Linked DNA regions of Gossypium hirsutum: region 1 is linked to region 2. The links are chromatin contacts, called in public Hi-C maps. All regions are on one chromosome and are shown on one strand. Each heading gives the region's core, a stretch centred on a gene start, on an enhancer-like site or on the middle of the called end of the contact. The rest is flanking DNA. Distances are from core to core; before and after follow the strand shown.

The links. A called contact is a pair of places that touch in the nucleus more often than the background predicts.
Region 1: a contact with region 2 is called in a Hi-C map of leaf, with 3 times the contacts expected there. The contact joins the promoter of LOC107941770 here to the enhancer-like site in region 2. A contact is called at or near these places in 4 of 34 Hi-C or Micro-C datasets (hypocotyl and leaf).

What each region holds. Positions count from the first base shown.
Region 1 is chrD09:330,484-337,589 of Gossypium_hirsutum_v2.1, reverse strand. LOC107941770 (acyltransferase-like protein At3g26840, chloroplastic) reads right to left here and starts at 5,424. Exons shown (of 14, transcript XM_016875374.2): 1 at 4,876-5,424; 2 at 4,663-4,714; 3 at 4,512-4,567; 4 at 3,954-4,112; 5 at 3,632-3,736; 6 at 3,289-3,395; 7 at 2,910-3,031; 8 at 2,693-2,801; 9 at 2,311-2,441; 10 at 1,564-1,933; 11 at 1,122-1,235; 12 at 590-675; 13 at 377-486; 14 at 1-305. The coding sequence starts at 5,272. The coding sequence ends at 115.
Region 2 is chrD09:259,198-265,425 of Gossypium_hirsutum_v2.1, reverse strand. No RefSeq gene overlaps it. Among protein-coding and RNA genes, the nearest start is that of LOC121221077, 27 kb to the right of the region's middle. Within about 2 kb of position 4,190, at least 1 of the 9 cell types and tissues checked has an H3K27ac peak or open chromatin away from gene starts, as enhancers often do. A contact at or near this core is called in leaf, where this site is marked.

The DNA.
Region 1 (7,106 bases), core at 4,175-6,674, 71 kb before region 2:
TTGATATGGTCTATAGCTTATATATAGTGTGTTTCTTGACATGTAACAATGCAGCTTTCATTGCCAAACTTTGTAAGGAGAAAACCCAATATCAACCTTTATATATACTGTGCATCAAAGCTCAAATGTCGGGACTTGAGCTTCGAAGCCATGCGTGGCCTGGTACACCAACCGAGTCATTAAATTCCTGTAGGGATCTTCTTCTCTTTTTTCCTTCAAGTAGGCTATGCATTTCTCAACCTCTGTCTTCACATGCAAATATACTTCATGAGCTCTCTCCCTGTTTCTTAGCTCTTCTTTCCTCTCTTCAAAATATATATTAATTGTGTCAAATCATGATACATATAAAAACAATATAGTTGTAGAAAGACAGTACCTTTTGTTTCAATAGGTTTCCCAAAATAGTAATAAAATCGGCCTGGCAATTTAGGAACAACTCCGGGAAGGTAGACATCTTGGTTCGACACTTCGCCACTGGCATCAATCCTACCATTCCAAAAATTTAAGGAAACCAACCAGAGAATTATACAATGGGAAGAATTTATAGCAATTATAGAAAAGTTATCAGATAAGTGGATAGAACTGGTACCTCAAGTGCACAACCTCTTCTGTGAGCTCTTTTATGAACGTCCTCAATGAAGGGATTTGCATCTGATCATTGTAGTCAAAAACTAGCTGACAACAGGAATTGTGCAAAAATCCATATGAGCAATGTGCTTGTATATACATACACACTATACTATTATTATTTTACAATCGAACCCACATATTTCATGTTACATTAATATTAGATTGTAAATGCCAAATTTTAAGTAAATTAAAATTTTCTAACTATTTGTTTTATGTAAAAAAAAAATTCAAATGTTAAATATATATTAATATAGACTATTTTTAATCAATATGATAGATATATCATAACTATTAGAAAATTTAGATACATGCCAAATCTATAATAAGCTCAGATATGCAGGGACACAATGGCAAGGATGAATTGAGAAAATTGTTTAACTAGAATTGCTCTAGAAGACCAAATGCTTCATATGCTCTCCAAAATAATAGGCTACTGTAGACACTAGCCTTAGAAAGTTATGCATATGGTGCAATAAATGAGTCAGGCTCACCTCACCAACATCATCTTCTCCTACCACGCCAAAAGGTACAATTTTGGCTCCAAATCTAGATGCCATCCTCACAAACTCCGACTGTTCCGGCCAAAATAACTTGTATTCTTCTCCCTGAAAAAAAAAATGTATAGTTCAGCATTGCCGAGTATCTCAGCCCTTCAAATCTTAAGAAATTCATCCAGCATTGGTGATTTGCAATGAACACAAACAAATGCCAAGTTCATCAGCACTTTATCTTCAAAGTCTATCTACCCCATGACAGTCATTAATTTTAATTCATAACAGAGGCATCGAACTTGTATGTATGAGGAAATTAAAGATATGGTAAAAGTACAATTGTTGAATTTTCAATTTTGTATTAGAAGCCTGAACTTTGATCAAGGCGAGCATTAAATCTATTTTTCAGATAAACGTCCTTATGAAGTGTTATGTAAACTACCTTCCTATGAAGAGCCTCACGAACACCTCCAGGATACAGTAAGGCATGAGACTTTGAAGATAAAAGTTTGTAGAAGTTGGATCCAGACACAGGAACTGCACCCATTAGTCTATATGTGTCAAATGAACCTAGATCAAGCATTCTGCCTTCTTTGGCTCTAGTAAACATCATCGGATGGGCTATCCCTCGCAAAAGAATATTTCTCTCCATGAGAAACTGAAGCACTAGGGGAGCCAATTCAAATCCCAGCAACATGTGATACCCAACATACAAGACTGGTCCTTCTGAGGGGATTCCAGCCAGGCCCCTCACCACTTTGCCATCCTCTAAAGTTGAGAGCATCACAGGACTAGTAACAGCAAGTACCCATCTAGGAATAACAATACTTTGTAGTTAGTATTAAATGTTAATGTGCTTACACAGCGAAAAATATACTAGAATTGGGAACTGCCAGTGTGATCATATCTGCATCAAGCAAAAACATAGGGATCGACAGTAACAGATCCTGGCATTGAATCTTGGGGTATATATACTTTAATTAAATATCTTGTTATGTTTTACCAATATAAAAACACATACATAAATACTATACAAATAAAAGTAAATACTTATAGAACAAACAATTCCAACCATCAACTTTTACATACCCCAGACAAACAAAATGTCATTCTTCCAATTAGAATCACCCATGGTTTATTCCTGTTAATGCAATTTGCATAAAATTTTTGCCATAGGATATATTATTACCTGTTTGATTCATATATTTTCTTAAATTCATAAGGTGTGGGTGGTATGTAATCTGACACGTAGTCAAGGTATTTTCCTTGGCGATAGAAACTAGCACCCTTGATGGCTGTTACCAAATCAAAACCGTCTTCCTGCGATGAATGAGCAAAAATATGATGCATTTTCAGAATAGGTTGAGAAATGATATTTCAAGCAAAATATTGTTTCAAGACCCTGCATTACTATGTAAACAAATGATACTTATTCATCTTAGTTAGTCTTCAGTTTTATTTAACCTCTTTCTTACCCAAATTACGTTTCCATCAAAACCATTTTCATGCTGCTGATTATTTACAAAACATGAGAGGGAGAGGGGGAGAGAGCGAGAGAGAGAGAGTCCTACTAAGAAGAGAAAATGCCCGCTTTCTTCAAGCACGCGTTTCTCACATTTAGGCAACATGTGGTACAGTCTTTGAGCTTCCTCTTCACTGGGAAACAACTGATCCTTCCCACTATACCAAAAAATAGAAAACACCAGCCATTATCACAATAGGGGCCATAAACTAGGCAAGAATATTAACAAAAAGATCAATGGATGGAGTTGATGACTAATTAAGGACCTGCAAAGCAACAATGCTTGATTTTTTACAGCATGGAGATGTGAATTGGCAGATGAAGAAGCAGATTTAAGCATTTGTAGCTTCCAGAGAAGTGTTTCCCTGGGTAACATGTCAGCCAGAACCTGAGACTTAAATTGTCAATTCTTTTTGCACCAAAATGAAAATACATTAGGTGAAATGCAGAGCATGAGCATCATAAACTATGTGAAGCTATTATCTTTTCTATGAATGAAAAGTTGTATCCTCAAAGATAAAAGCATATTCAAACTATCATCTCCATATACATTTTGGCAACAAAATAATGCAGATGTGGAAGTAACACAATAAATGTCAACTGAAATAGTACTTCCAGCATTAATGTTTCATAAATGAATCTTACACAGAGATAAGACGACATTGCAACCAGATCCTGTGTTAGCTCTCCAACAATTTGGTGTGGCATAAGTCCCTTTGCCACATTTTCGATGGCCATCCTCAAAGGATCACCTAAACAGATACCATTGCTCACATCTCACCAACATTCTTAATTATTTCTGATCAGCAATAAGAATAATAGATCTACCAAAAGTGATGCTAAAATATCGTTATTTTATTTGTTTTCAACAAAAAGTCATTAACATTATGCTTTTAAGGCTGTTAGACTAAATAGAACAAGTTATACACCTCAGCCTCAAGTAAGTATCAAGGCCAACAAACTGGAATTTAAAGAAAAGCCTCCAAACCTGATGCCAAGTTCAGCATGTAAGAGAAGTACAACGAGAGTTGATCAGGCATGACTTGCAGTACAGGTATTAGAGATTGTAATTGTGACCTGCTAAATGATGTAGCTGCAAACAGAACATAAACGAGACAGCAAACACTATTAATTGTATTGCAACGATCAACATCACGCTTTAGCCAGTTTTCTGGGGTTTAAAGTACATCTTATCATCTCTGTTGTATCCACCTCTTACTATTCCTTTACAATGTAAATCTGTTATGTTCAGGTTCCAAAATCAATCCTATTTTTATATTGGACAGTATTATAACAGCAAAAGTTTGCACCTGGATTGGCCAAAATTAGCACAAGATCAACATCAGGGTTACGAGCAGCAATATCTAAGGCAATGCATGCTCCAAGAGACTCTCCAACAATATAAATTGGTCGGTCTGGTGATCTCTTGTACTCGGACCTTACTGTTCTTTCAACCAGCTTCACTAGATCTAAGGAAAATAAACAAATTATGCAAATAGAACAGAATCAAAATGTAACAATATTAAAACAGGATATTAATGGTCCTTTTTATATATAAAGAGACACTATGATCAACTTGGCATTAGCATTTTGCTTAGTACATTTTGAAAAATCAAATTCTGAGCCATTTACAAGCTATTTACCAAAGTACTTGAAATAATCAAGTTGATAAAAATAAGAAAAATTTCAACATGAATCAAAAACTTTATAATAAAGGGTAGTAAAGTATAGTTTGAATTTACTTGGTAAGATTTGTCATTAAGTAATGATAATGTCTGCTTTATATTATGTTGAAAAGTTAAAGACAGAAAGTACATAGGATTAGGAATATATGCTTTCAACATATGCATGAAAGGCCGGATCTTTACCTGTAAATGATGTTTTATCCGTTACTGGAATATGCAAACACCAAATTTCGAAAATCCTTCATTCAATAATTTTTTTTAAAAAAATCAAATTCAATTCAACTTCAGAAAAAAGGTTTACCAAAAAAAAAAAAAGAGTAAAAGTGTCACTTACTTTCCCAGTTTATGATGATGTTTAAAAAGTCCAAGCCCCATGCCATCAATCCCTGTATTAACGTTCAAATTTAATAAAAATGAAAAATAAAAGTTGATAATATGAATTTCATTTTCAAAAAAGTTGATAGCTTTATTATAAAGTTAATGACAAAAGCTAGCTATGATTTCCTTATCAAAAACTCCAAAAAAAAAATGAAAAAGAAATTCAAACCAGGCAAAAAGAGGAGGAGAGGAGAATCAGGAGCATGGGACCCGCACTCCAAAGGAGTAAACCACCGTGGCGGCCCTGCCTTTGATTGGATCATCAAATCTTTGCACTCTTGGAAATATTCTCTCAACGTGTTTCCATTCTCGTCGGTTATTTCCTGAGGATTCGAGTAAATATTCGATGTTAACTCTTCTTCTTCCTTCCTTCCCTTCCTATTCTTCTCTTCCAACCATCTTCCCTTCTCCGTTGACCTCGTTGCAACCGTCGCCGGTGACGATTTCTGATCTGCAGACACCGCCATCGCTCGAAATGAGCTTAAGCACCGGTTCCTCACCGAGTTTCCGGCCGTTGACGTCACTAACGGACTGGCGACAAACAGAGAAGGTCCGGTTGCCGCCATGGGGACGAATCCCTTTTAGTTGTCTGATTGGAAATGGGGAAATTTATAAAGAAGAGTGATTACTATATAATAAAGTGAGAGTAGTGGGACTTATACCTTTGTAGTGGAGTGGAAGACTCTATATTTTATATGAAAATAGTGAGACAAAGATAAGCTCAGACAAAACATCTTTTCAACTTCCAGGTCTATACGATGCTCCTGTTGGTCGAAACTTTTAGTAGCTAATTTAATCAATTAATTTCTATATTTCCACCAGATTTACAAGAATTAAAGGAGTAATCCAATTAAATAATTTATTAAAAAATAGTAATTCAAATAAAAATTAGTAAAAGTTAACAGTCCAACATAATAATCATTTTAAGGTCTCTTTTTTACTTTTAAATTTGTATTTTTTTATTAAATCACTTCAAAATTGATGAGGTTTGTTAATTTTATTGACGTAGCCTATACGTGAATTGCTACGTTAATGGCATGTTAATATTTAATTAATTTTTAAAACTTTAAAACATTAAAAAATATTTTTTATACTTTTTTAATAATTTTTATTTTTTAAAATATTTTTTTAAAATTTTTAAAATTTTAAAAAATTAATTAAATGTTTACATGTTATCCATGTGAATACCACATCAATAAAATTAAAAAATATTAATTTTTCATTCATTTTGAATAATTTGACATAAAAAAGCGGGTTAAAAAATAAAAAATAAAATGAAATGCTAAATTAATTTTTTTATAAAATTATAAGGCCAAATAAATCATTATATTTTTTTAATATATATGTAAAAATAATAGTAAAGTTGACATGTTTATCACAAAGTGGGCTAACTTGATAATTTTGGAAAAGTGTGAAGATATAATTCAAAGCAATTAAAATAAAAAAGTGTAATTTTGTTAGCTTGTGTTGTGTTAAATGTAACAGAGAAATGAAGAAATTTAATTATAGATGATGAGAAAGCGATTCATTTTTTTAAGATTATTAGTCAATTTTTTCTTTACTTTTTTATCTAATTTAGTCATCATAGGTTTAGCCTACAAGTAAGCCTCTACAGCTGATTTATAAATTAAAAAATAATTTTTTATGTGGTTATAATACGAATTAACATATACGAAGATATCTGAACTTGATAATTTATTTTTAGTTGTTATTTAATTTTTTATATTTTAAAATGTGAGATTGTCATCATGCTATTAGTCGTTAGTGTCACGTCGGCATATTTTAACAATGTTAATCAGATACTTAAAAAAATACTAAATTAACTCATGGGTTTCAAGCTTAAATATCAATTAAGTCAAAAAAAACCTTAAATACCAACTAGGTACAAGTTGCCAACTTTAAGTACTTCTATATATATTAAACGAAAAGTAAAAGTTGAATTATTAATATTAATTATTTGATTAAAAAGGTAAAAAAAAACTTTCTTTTATTTTTTTAATTTTAATATTAAGTAAATTGACCTTTCAAAAAAGAATCAAGCAATTTAGTATTTATTAATTTCACCCCATTATCTATTTTTTGTTGTTATAATAATAAATTTAGCCTTTAATATTTAAATATTATGTCAATTTAATCTTGATTCTAAAAAAACTTATATGAAATAATAAATATATAAAAATTAAAAAATTTATATATATATATTTTAAACTTCAAAAATATATAAACAATTTTAAAAAAAATTCTCAAAATTATATATATATTTAAAACCAATAAAATTTGAAAAAAAATTTAAAAAAAAACTCCTCAAAATATAAATATTTAAAGTCATTAAATTTTGGAAAAAGATATAATTAAAAATTATTTTAAAAACTGAAAATAATTTTAACAAAAAACCCTTAT
Region 2 (6,228 bases), core at 2,941-5,440:
CACATGTAAATCCAACCAAATCATGACATATAGCAAAACAAACATTTCAATTTCATATTTCATCCATCACATATTTTCAATGAACATTCTTTTCTTTTCAAGTATACATATCAATATAATCCACATCATTTCTTAAAATCATGGATCATTTTATATAATCATATACTCTTTAAAGCTTTATTTACCTGTTGAACCAAATGAAACAACATCGGATGCTCGGGAACTATACTCACACAAAGTGTGCCTATACAGGTAATTGTAACCGTATCTATAATGTTCACATGAGCTGTGAAATGGGCGTACTCACACGAGCTGTGGGTCGAGATGTTAAGCTACACGATGCTGCTTACACGACCTGTGGAGAATCCGTAACAAATGCAAGACCTCAGCCATCGGTAGGACATCCAAGACTAGCACCCAAAACCGTATAATCCCTAATGTCATGTCATTTATATCCTAAGTATTCATGAGGTTCAAACGGGACCTTTACATCTCCAGTCCTTTACTACCATTTCATTATAACATTTCAATACATCTTCATGAATTTCACATTTCTCAAACACAACCTTTAAATAGACTAACCTTACCATTTAATTCACAATGTCAATTACCAAACAATTACAATTCAATACTATATTCCACATAAATATTCATAAATAACTCATCCAAAATAGCAAATAACGATTTTAATCTCTATACAAACTTACCTCGACTAACACAGTTGCAAAAGTAAAGCTGATGACTGATCTGAAACCTTAACTTTACCACAATTCTAGTTGATTTGTGTCTTGATCTAAATAATAATTTCATTCAATTAAATAATTCAAATAGCTTAAAATAATTAATTCAAGCTTATAGCCCATTTTAATGTGAATTTACAAAATTAACCCTAACATTTTAACTTTTACGTAATTTAGTCCCTAAACCCGGAACTTGCAAATTAACCATAAATAATTTAACATCATGCTAATCGGTTTTCCTAAGGTTCACTACAGCCCAAAACTTTCATTAATTCACCTTATTTTCATTGAATTTTATTAATTTCTCAAATAAGTCTTTAAACACAAAATCATCAAAAATCAGTTAACAAAATATTTCTATTTAACTACCAACCTTAATAATTTATCAACTAAATTCTCAAACACCTCAAACTCATTCATGGGAAGTCCCTAAACTTTTAACAATTCTATAAATTTCCCTTGGGCTAGCTAGATTAAGCTAATACGAGCTCAAAAACATAAAAATTACTAAAAATAGGGCAAAATTACATACCATGCACAAGGATTAAGCTTTGGCCGAAGCTTTAGGTTGGTAACGATGGAGAAATTGATTTTGGAAATATCAAATGAAGAAGATGATGGTTTTAGCTTACTTAATTTTATGTTTATTTACTATTTTACTATTTTACCCTTATTATTATTTAAAAATTTCAACTAAATCTTGTCCATGACTATCCACTAACATACTATATGGTATATTTACTCACTAAATCCATTTAATTACCTTTTCATAACTATTTGATACAATTAAATAATAGAAGTTAATTTTTCCAACTTTTACAATTTAGTCATTTTCACTTAATTAAGTATCTAAACATAAAATTTCTTAACCAAATTTTAATACGACTCTAATAAATACTCGTAAATGTTAAATAAATAACAAAATACTAACTCGCTCGTCGGAGATCGACCCTTAATTCCTATACTACTATTTATTTATTGTTTAGGGGGTAGAAATATTGTTTTTGATGATTCAACACCCATCACCCATGATTAATTCGACACTAATTCTAAAATATTTTTATTTGACTTCTCCAATTATCTCGGTTCACAAAATCGACCCAAAACCAGCTTTTTAACACCAACAAAAATTAGGGCGTTATACTTGTCGAAACCGTTTTTTGAAAACAAAAATTTAGTTGTCGACTTTGAAAATAAAAACTGGAGTCGCCACCGATCCTTTATTAAGGTGTGACCGGCCCACCTCGAAAATCATTTTTTTGGTTTACGAATTTTGAAAACAGGTTCGGGAGTCAGTTACGTACGAGGAGGGTTTAGCACCCTCGTAACGCCCAAAAATCGGCACCAAATTGACTATTTAATGTCTTTGTGTTGAAAAAAAAATTAAAATAAGCTTGAATGGTGAAATTGGCAAAAGGATAATCAATTGTTCAAGTCATGTAAAGAAATCGAGTCCCAATACGTTAGGGTACAATTTCTCATAATCCCCAAACTCTGAATATCCATTTTATTTTATACGAAAATCTTCATTCCAAGAAAGTAACATGCCACACCCAATACGTTAGGGCACAACAGGTTAAGTTCCTAAAAATGACTTTTTATGCATTTTGAATAAAAATATTCTCGGTCATTTAGGATTGACAAAGTAAATCAGAACCCAATACGTTAGGGCTCAATTCCCCTCAAAAATCCCGAACTTCCAAAAATGCTTTCATTCAAAAACCTTTAAATAAAATAATAACTTTGATGAATGGTTAAAACCAAAGTATATTTTCAAAAGAGTATGTTAAAAGGTTAATATGTAATATGATACGAATCCTCTAATTTACGGCATAAATAAATATTTGCAAATATATACATACAAATACATTATACAAGTAACTTGCAAGTATGTGTACACATATATTTAATACGCCTATACAAGGATAAAAAATGGAATGGAGTGTATCAATCAAAACTAATAAAACACATGCATATATATATGTGAAAATAAAAAATGTACAAAAGAAAAATGTGTATTTGTGTAGATATTTACAAAAATAAAGACGTAAGTGAATCATGCAAATTTATATTCGCATACATTTAAATACACATATATGTATAATATATATAATAAAAATATTTATAATGATTTTTGGAAACGGGTGCGCGAATATGTTAAACATGCGCATGTTATAAAACGCCTATGTATATATATAAAGTATATAGTATATATAAAAAAAAGGACAGTAAAATAAAAAATATAAAATAAGTATGTATGCGTAAAATATGCAACTTTATAAAAACTTAAAAGTATACATATTGAAAATGTGTACATATATTATATATATATGAAAATATGCGTGTATGCATAATAAGTACAGTAGTAATAATGATAGCAAACAATGTAATAATAATATAATGACAATAAAAAAACAAATAATTACACAAAATAAAAAAAAAAACAATCTTAAAAAAACGGATTAAATCGATCAAATGACGAAAAATAGGGGCGAATTCAAAAATAATAAAAGGTATCAATTCGAATGTGCGAGCAACAATGAGGGACTAAAAAGGAAATTATTCCTTCCCTCCCAAATGCCACAGCGAAGTATCTAATTGTAGCAAAACTAAAATCTGCGTCCCAATTTTTTTTAAAAAAAAAGACAGGACTTAATTGAAACGTGTTGCAAGAGGGAGGGGCTAACTGCGCAATTTTCCCTTTGAAGCCAAACGCGCGGATCTTCCCCTTCGGGTCGGGTCACCGCGCGGGTCAAGGCTTAGACGAAACGGCGCCGTTTTACTTCATTACTTAAAACAGATTTTTTCTTTTAAAAAAAAACATTTTCATCATATTGTAAAGAGAAAGAAAAAAAATAAAAAAAAAACTCCCTTTGCTCTGCTAGGGTTTCGTCCCTAGCATCATTGCACCGCCGTTCGTCGGCCTCCTCGCCAAAGCTCCGATCGCGATGGAGATGGCGACGGCGCGACGCTCTCGGGTAAGTTTCCTTCGTTCTTTTTGTATTATTATTTTACAAAACAAAAAAAAATCAAAAGAATAGATGAAAAAAAATAAAATAAAAAATAAAAACGATTCACCTTCAAGAAAAAAGAAATATTCTTTGCAAACTCAGTATTCCTTCCTATTTCTGTTTGTGTATTTTTTCGATCCCTCCTCAGTGTATAAATTTGGCTTTATATAGCCCGATAAATGCCTTATTTTTACAATATTTTTTCTTTTGGACTCTTAGTCCGTGCTTGTAGGTATTGTGGAAGTATGGCACGCGTGGAGAGGCCCTCCGAGTCCTGCGGCGATCAGAGTCCTTGCTGGAGGCGAGGCTGCTTGCGGCGCTAGAGCAGAGGGGCTAGGTTTTTGCTTAGGTTTTGTTTTTGTTGTATTGGGCTTGGGTTTTAGAGGTTTTGGGGTTTGGGTCTGTAAAGAATTGGGCCTTTATTTTTTTGCATGCGGGCCCCGGTAAATTGGGTTTGTACAATACTTATATTTTCATCAACCAATTTAGAGCCAAGTTAGGGGACCTTGTTCCTTCTAAAGGCAGTTCCATTAGCCATCTAACTGTTGACCATACCAAAGCTGTTTTTTGTTTTTTTTTTTAAATAAAAAAAAAAGAAGATATGCTTCATTTCTTTAAAGATTAAAAGCATTAGCAATTATAGTTTCAAGAAGACAATGTGGATGTTCGTTCACCCAAATTACATTTCTGGTACAAACTAAGCCATTTCTAGCCAATTTGTGGGCTTGTCTTTTCACATGTTGAACACAGCAAATATGGAATTGCTTTATCAACATTCTGCCTTTTGTGATCACAGTCTTGTTTGTTGTCTCGAAGATTAGAGATGACCTGGAGGGCTCTCCCTCGATGATAATAAAAGAGTTGCCCAATTCCCTTGCAACTTCCATGGCTTCCACTATTGCCAAAGCCTCTGCAATGCACGCCTCAAAGATTTAGCCAAAATAAAAGGAAGCGTAGATCCTGTGGTCTTTTACATAAGCCAAGAACACAATGCATGTGTTTACATTTCCTCAATTGCCCCACAGCGCATACATTCCCCTGAATCTTGTTTGCATTGTTATCAGCTCTCGAGATGATCTTCAACATGTTGACCAAGCGAAAGTTTCACTTTTGGTACAACTCAACTTTTTCAACAAAAGAAACCATTATACTTTTGTTATAGTGTTAAATGAGGACATACCTTTCTATTTTTCACATAAAAAACAATTGTATTACATTAAGTGTATGTTTGGTTGGTCAAATTTTTTATTATGCTTCGTAATAGAATTAAGAGTAAATTATGAGATTACTTTTTTTAGTTCATTTGGCTAGAACATAAGATTCAAGTGCTTCATTTATCAAATTTAAGATTACTTAGAAACATATTTTACTCAATTGTCCTTGTTATAGAATTTATTTATTTTTAACAAGTTTAATTATAGTTTATATATTAATAAGCAAATATATGATATTGAAATAAATTTATAAATCATAATTATAATAATTTATAAAAAGTGCTTGCAACAACTATAATTACAATTAGAACCATAATTAATATATTAATAAATAAATTATTAAATAAAATATAATAATTGTAATTATAATGTATGATATCTATTGGTTCATTATTAAGAAAAAAATATTTTTTTAATTTTTAATTAGTCTTAAACTTTATTTAAGAAAAAAGTTTAAAGGAAAAATTGGTCCAAATTTTAAGATTTCGCCCGTAATTTAAAATAACATAAGAAATGGGCAATAACGAATTGGTCAAATCTTTGAGACCAATTCATAATTACACCCTATATCACAACATCTTGACACTATTCTATAATGTGAGATTATGAATTGGTCAAATACTCCTTAAAACTTAACCTTAATTTCGAAATTTGTTCATTTCAACGTCAAATCAGATGGACTTGCGATCATTTTTAAGGGAAAAGACAATGTTTACATTTTGGATTTTGACAAGCAAGGGCTTCAAGGATTTCAAATAAACCTATTATATTTTTATAATTATTATAATATAATTTATTAAAATATTTTTATAATTATGATATAAATTATATAAAATATAATATTTTTATATGAAATAAATTTATTTAATAATTCTAAAATGCTATTAAAATATTTTTTACAAAATAATATATTAAACTATATAATATATTTCACAATAAAACTATATAATAATAAAATATTCTAAACATAATATTTAAAAATAAAAATATTTAACATATAATATATATATTTTATTATTTTATAATTTTTTAATACATACTATCTATTATTTAAATATAATAAAATATAAAATATTTGTATAATATATATAATAAAACCTTCTGACAAATGTAAACCTACCTCTTTTACACTCTAAAATTTTATAAAAATACATAAAATTAAAAAATAAAATATATAAATAATTTAAAATTTTATAATAATTAAATATTTTACAAATAGTATATCATAATAATCTTTTATTTTATTAATAAATTTAATTTATT